Regions from separate parts of the Mus musculus genome. Here region 2 is linked to region 1. The links are chromatin contacts, called in public Hi-C maps. All regions are on one chromosome and are shown on one strand. The core of a region is the stretch at or near the end of the contact, and the rest is flanking DNA. Distances in the headings are between cores, read along the strand shown. Region 1 overlaps Stk39 (serine/threonine kinase 39). Region 2 overlaps Stk39 (serine/threonine kinase 39).

Region 1 (2,700 bases), core at 93-2,592:
TGAGTCACATCCCAACTGAAAAATTGACCAGATTACACTAATGCTTCAGTCAAACCCTGGAATGTGTTTCCACCCAGGGACCAGTGGCGTGCACCCCTTCCATGTATGTCCCAATCACTTTTCAAACCCACCGCTCTTCTCTCTACCACGTACACACCTGCCAGCCGCACCAGCCTGTAACACCAGCAAACTACACTTGCCTGCCCTCCAGGATGGCCCTTCTGAACGTGCACATAGGCTTGCCCTGTGTCTCCGGGTGCTTTGCCAAAGTGCCTTCCCTAACTCCCCTTCCCCGGCTCTGTCTTCATTGCTTCATACTTTCTACTTTGTCTGTTCATATATAGCATCTTATGCCTTTCAATTATGTTACTATTTGTAGGATTTCTTCTTGAACATAGTCCTCCCTCCCTCCCTCCCATCCTCCCTTCCTCCCTCCCTCCCTCCCTCCCTCCCTCCCTCCCTCCCTCCCTCCCTCCCTCCTTCCCTCTCTCCTTCACTTATTATTTCTAGATAGTTATCAGGTAACATCTCACTATGGCTGACCCCAAGCTTGTGACCCACCTGCCTCAGCCTCCCAAGTACTGGCATTAAAAGTGTGCTTGACCACACCAAGCTAAACATTAGTTTCTTTTTTTTATTTATTTTATTTTATTATTATTATTTATTATTTTTATTTATTTATTTATTTGGGGGGGGTTGTTTCAAGACAGGGTTTCTCTGTGTAGCCCCGGCTGTCCTGGAACTCACTTTGTAGAGCAGGCTGGCCTCCAACTCAGAAATCTGCCTGCCTCTGCCTCCCGAGTGCTGGGATTGAAGGTGTGCCCACCACGCCCGGCTTAAACATTAGTTTCTTAAAGGCAGTCGATTTTATCTGTGCTCTGGGCTGATCCATGATCACTGCTGAAGTGCTTTGATTGAAGTGAATTCCCCCACAAACGCGTGTCTGTAGCTCTGCTCTGGGAGCTACAGCTATCTCAGAACCTTTTCATCAGAAAAGAATCATAGTGAATAGATTATAGTGGCATGTTCAGAATCTTATTTTAAAGATAGTAAAATTCAAGTAGCCTTTACAAAATGAACTAAGTTTATATGAGGGAGGCTGCGCAGAAAATAAAATAGCCTTTCATTCGCTTTTCTTCAGCTTCTGTGATATAACAGAGCTAACATTTAAATAGATTAAAAATCTGTTTTTTCCCATCAGCGTTTCTCCTTTGAGTTGGGCAAAATGCTTACGGTAGCATGAAAGAGCTGAAAAAGGCAGTGCCCCGTGGCATGGAGCAGTGGGTGCCATGGCTTTTACTACAGCAGAGCAAACACACATTACAAAAGTCTGATTACCTAGCTGTGGGGTAAGCTGCCTGGAGAGCGCAAAGCTTCACACGGCACAGTGTGGATTGAAGGAAGGCCGCTGTACAGCCCAGAAAGGCTGCTTTCATGGAGAACAAGGGTAGGGCAAAATTTATGCACTGTTCGTAGGTGGAAATCATAAACCCACCCCTGTTATGTTTAAAGTTAACACCACCTTAGGCAAGAAGCAGGCAACACTCTCAGGCCTTGTGTAAATAGACATGCAGAAGACAGCACTGCCTTCTGGCTGGCTGTTGCTTAAAAAAGTAAATTCGTGAGGCAAAAAGAAAGTAGATGATATGCATGTATAAATTTGCTTATCTTGTCTGCCTAGGTTGGCTATAAAATGTAAATAGACAAGAGCGGAGTCCTCGTTACAGTTATTTTAAAGAGGATTACCAAGAAAACTGATAGGGAGAACTCAGAAAAATCCCCTCTCACCCCTGAGGATCAGTTAGTTACCCATGGGAAAAGAAGTCTCCCTAGGAGGTGGCTACGCAGAGCCACGTGGCTTTCTCTGTATTATAAAAGTAGTTCTAAATTTTGCACTGGACTTGTGCAAGGTCTTTGTCATTTTCTTTAATGGCTTTTGGTATCTCACCAGTTGGATAAAGGAATGGGGTTTGTAAGGAGAATGCAGTGCTCCTCAAAGCTGCCCACCACCGGCAGGCAGCCTGCAAGACTCAGTGCAGAGGCCAGGGGCCAGATGCCCGAGCTGAGGACTGGAGGCGGGTGGGCCGGTTCATGTGTGAGCCTGCTGACTGCTGTCACTAGGGTTCTCTGCCACCCTGCCTGGGCTCTCTTTAGGTGGATTTTGAAAGCAGATGTTAGAATGTCTATTTCTAAAAGGGGAGACATATTTCTGCATTATTTTATGCAATATTACTGACACATTTTGAGCCAGGATGTTATGAAGCTTATTTTAATAATGTTTTATGAAAATAATGTTTTTTAAAATTTAATACTTAATACTAATAAATAGATATGGCCTATTTGAAAATACATATATGTCCTTGTAAGTTGGCTGAGGACTTTGAGAGATATTGTTCATTATTTTCTGAAAGACTCATTTTCTGCAGGACTGCATGTAAAATCGGCTTCCTTTGTAAGAGTCTGCAGAAATGCTTGCTCCCTGCCAGCCCTTCACACCCATCAGCTGGAAGACACACGTGTGGAGCCTCAGAGCGTGGGGTTTTATCATTGTATGGCATGCGCCCGCCTCTCTTCATGCTGTGCTTCTGGTGCTGGGACCTGTCTTCTCAGCTGTGGGCTCTCTCTCATCCTTACCACTCAATATGGTGGATAAAGAAATACACGTTATCCCATTTCACAGATTTACCCCTGGAGCAGCAC
Region 2 (2,700 bases), core at 80-2,579, 89 kb before region 1:
CTCACTATTGCTGTAGCTCCAGGGTGGCTGGGTGAGGCTTTCTCATGTCTCCCGAAGCCCCAGCTGCTCCATGGTCTTAGTCTGTACCACCCTGGCCCTGTGACTGCAGCTCCATGGCCCTGTGACCCCGAGACCCCGGTTCTGTCATACTCTGTGTCAAGCTGAGTTCCCGCCCTTCGACTTTGCCGCGGTGCAGCCTCTGAGTCCCGTGGGCTTAGGAGCAGTGAGTGATCTGTTAGTTCCTGTGTAGACTGTGCTCAGCACTGTCCCTGCAGGTATTTTTTAAGGAAACTTCGGGGAGTAAGATGGTGGTGCAGTGGCCTCTGGCATAATCCCGAGAGCAGGAGGAGACAGCTAAACCTTTGCTCCAGGGGGATCTCTGAGGTTGCTCTCCGCTCTCTGGGATTCCCCTGGTCCACAGCTAAGATTTGGATGCAGCTGATTCAAGGTTTAAAATCTTTCACTACTGGGCTTTCTGGGAGTCCTTAGCCTAAAGTCGATGGTTGAGCCACTCAACAAGGTGGCTGGTGCAGGGGGTTGACATTTAGTCCCGCCCAGCATGTCCTCTAGCCAGCAGGGAGCATGTGCTCCCCTGCCACCGTTCAGTTCACTTACTAAGGTGCTCCAATACCTGGCTAAGTTAATTCTCCCTAATCGTGTGTTCCTAAAATCTTCTCCTCTCCTCCACTGAGGGGAAATCGTGTTAAACTTTCCTCATCTCAATCTTGAAAATCTTGAAAATGAGTTTGGCATTTTGGAGGTGGGAAGCTCAAAGTCACTGATAGTCAGGAAGTGTGGGGCATTGTGGGGGCAGGAAGGAGTGCTGCGGAGAGAAGCCTACCTTGTGCCTTCCTACCCCCTTTCCGGTCCTGTTCCCTGAGTCTCAGAGACCATGGTAGGGGAGCTGAGGTGCAGAACAAGTTTAGAAACAGAGAAAAGGGGGCAAGGATGGGGGCTGTCCTTGTTTGGAGCTAATCAAATGTGATTGGTTTATTAGAGATTCCGGACTAACTTTTTGAAAGGCAGAATTATTTTGTATTTTTAGAAAAGATCTTTAAAACTCAGTCATTTTGAAAACAAATTAAAATTGAAGGAATCTAGTTAAGGTTGCTTTGATAACAGATTTTTTTTTTGAAGCTTGCTCTTTAATTACTGCTGACACATTCAAATGCTGATTTAGAAGCATCTGAGAAGTTCTATTTACTTTCCCAGACTCAAACACAAAGGGAAGGAGCCCTGTGCAGCCTGCTAGGCAGCCACTGGGCTGAGGCATGCGGAGGGAGCGCTCACACTTGAAAGGCTGCATGGAGCTGCTTGGCTCCTCAGCCAGCTTGTTGGCCTATGTGAGGGAACTGGCCAGGCCCGAAGGGCATGCAGGGTTGGGGGAAAGTGCAGACCTCTCACAAAGCCTCAAGCAGCGGCCAGGGGAAAGGCTCTGGGGAGCTAAGCAGCGGCCAGGGGAAAGGCTCTGGGGAGCTAAGCAGTGGCCAGGGGAAAGGCTCTGAGGAGCTAAGGGAGAGAAAGCCTGGGCCACCTAAATGGGCTTGAAGGTCAAGCTCTTCAGAGCTGGTCCTGGCACTGCCACCTGCTCACGAGGGAGCCTTCACTGTGAGCCCCTTGTGGACATAGCCAACTGTTGCCTCTCACTGATTTGTAGGCTTAACGACCAGAATCCTCAACTCTGTGTCTTTCAACCAGTCAGCTGCAGTTCTCCAGCTCTGTTGACCTTTGAGTCTCACCTATTCTGCTACACCCTCGGACTGGAGGTATTCCTCCCTCTGTCTGCACCCCCAAGGAGTCAAAGAGCGAAGCTGGGGTCTATCAGACACTATCATATTTTCAGATGTCGGTGCATATCTTTATGTGTCAGGTGATGTCTATCATCTTTTTGATGGCTACATGACATTCTGCTGCAAGAATGATTAATTAATTAGTTCTTTTAATTACAGAGGGGTGAACATCACTGGGTGTGCACTACTGCTAAAATGTTATCTATTTGTTAGGATATATTCCAAGGAATGAAATTGTTTCATTAAAAAAATGACCTATAATTGTTAATGAGTAGTGTGCCTTACCAATTCTTAAAATGTAAGACGTTTTATTTAACTCTACATCTTAGTCTGGGGTTCTAGTCAAGTAATGCTTTACACACACACACACACACACACACACACACACACTACTTACATAGACAGCAAGCCAGATACACATTACTTGCACAGACAGGCAGATAGACACAGTATGATACCTTATTACTTACACAGACAGGCAGACAGACACACATTGCTTACACAGACAGGAAGACAGATATTACTTACATAAACAGATAGACAGGCACAGGGTGCCTTGTTTACACAGACAGGCAGATAGATACACCTCTACTTACATAGTCAGGCAGGTAGACATCCATTGCTTACACAGACAAGCAGACAGGCAGACGTTGTTTACACAGACAGGCGCGCACACTTTTAAGTACTACCTCATTTCCACAGGCAGGCAGACACAGTATGTGCTATCTATCTCACGGGTACTCGTCAGTATTTGGCATTGCAGTCAGCGATACAGCTTTGGTTTGTTTTGACTTTCTCCTAGAGCTGTACTTAGCTATTTTGTAGCGAGATTTCGGAGCTTGAAACTGTCGGTGGTAAGTCAAGGAAAGATTCCAGTGGGCCCTATCCTAACGCAGAAGGACCTGCTCTT

What was found. Hi-C and Micro-C count contacts between places; a contact is called where the count stands out from the background.
Region 2: a contact with region 1 is called in a Hi-C map of cerebral cortex, with 4 times the contacts expected there. The contact joins two enhancer-like sites. A contact is called at or near these places in 3 of 15 datasets of contacts at CTCF or cohesin (embryonic stem cells and stem cell-derived epiblast-like cells), 40 of 484 Hi-C or Micro-C datasets (CD4 T cells, the N1E-115 cell line, Th1 cells and 10 more), 7 of 115 datasets of contacts at active chromatin or transcription factors (acute myeloid leukemia, embryonic stem cells and epiblast stem cells) and 3 of 9 other capture datasets (adipose tissue, embryonic stem cells and pancreatic islet).

Annotation. Positions count from the first base shown.
Region 1 is chr2:68,256,508-68,259,207 of GRCm38.p6, reverse strand. All of the region lies in intron 16 of Stk39 (serine/threonine kinase 39), which reads left to right. Among named protein-coding and RNA genes, the nearest start is that of Stk39, 210 kb to the left of the region's middle. Within about 2 kb of position 1,342, at least 18 of the 459 cell types and tissues checked have an H3K27ac peak or open chromatin away from gene starts, as enhancers often do. A contact at or near this core is called in cerebral cortex and cortical neurons, where this site is marked.
Region 2 is chr2:68,345,695-68,348,394 of GRCm38.p6, reverse strand. All of the region lies in intron 10 of Stk39 (serine/threonine kinase 39), which reads left to right. Among named protein-coding and RNA genes, the nearest start is that of Stk39, 120 kb to the left of the region's middle. Within about 2 kb of position 1,329, at least 47 of the 459 cell types and tissues checked have an H3K27ac peak or open chromatin away from gene starts, as enhancers often do. A contact at or near this core is called in cerebral cortex and cortical neurons, where this site is marked.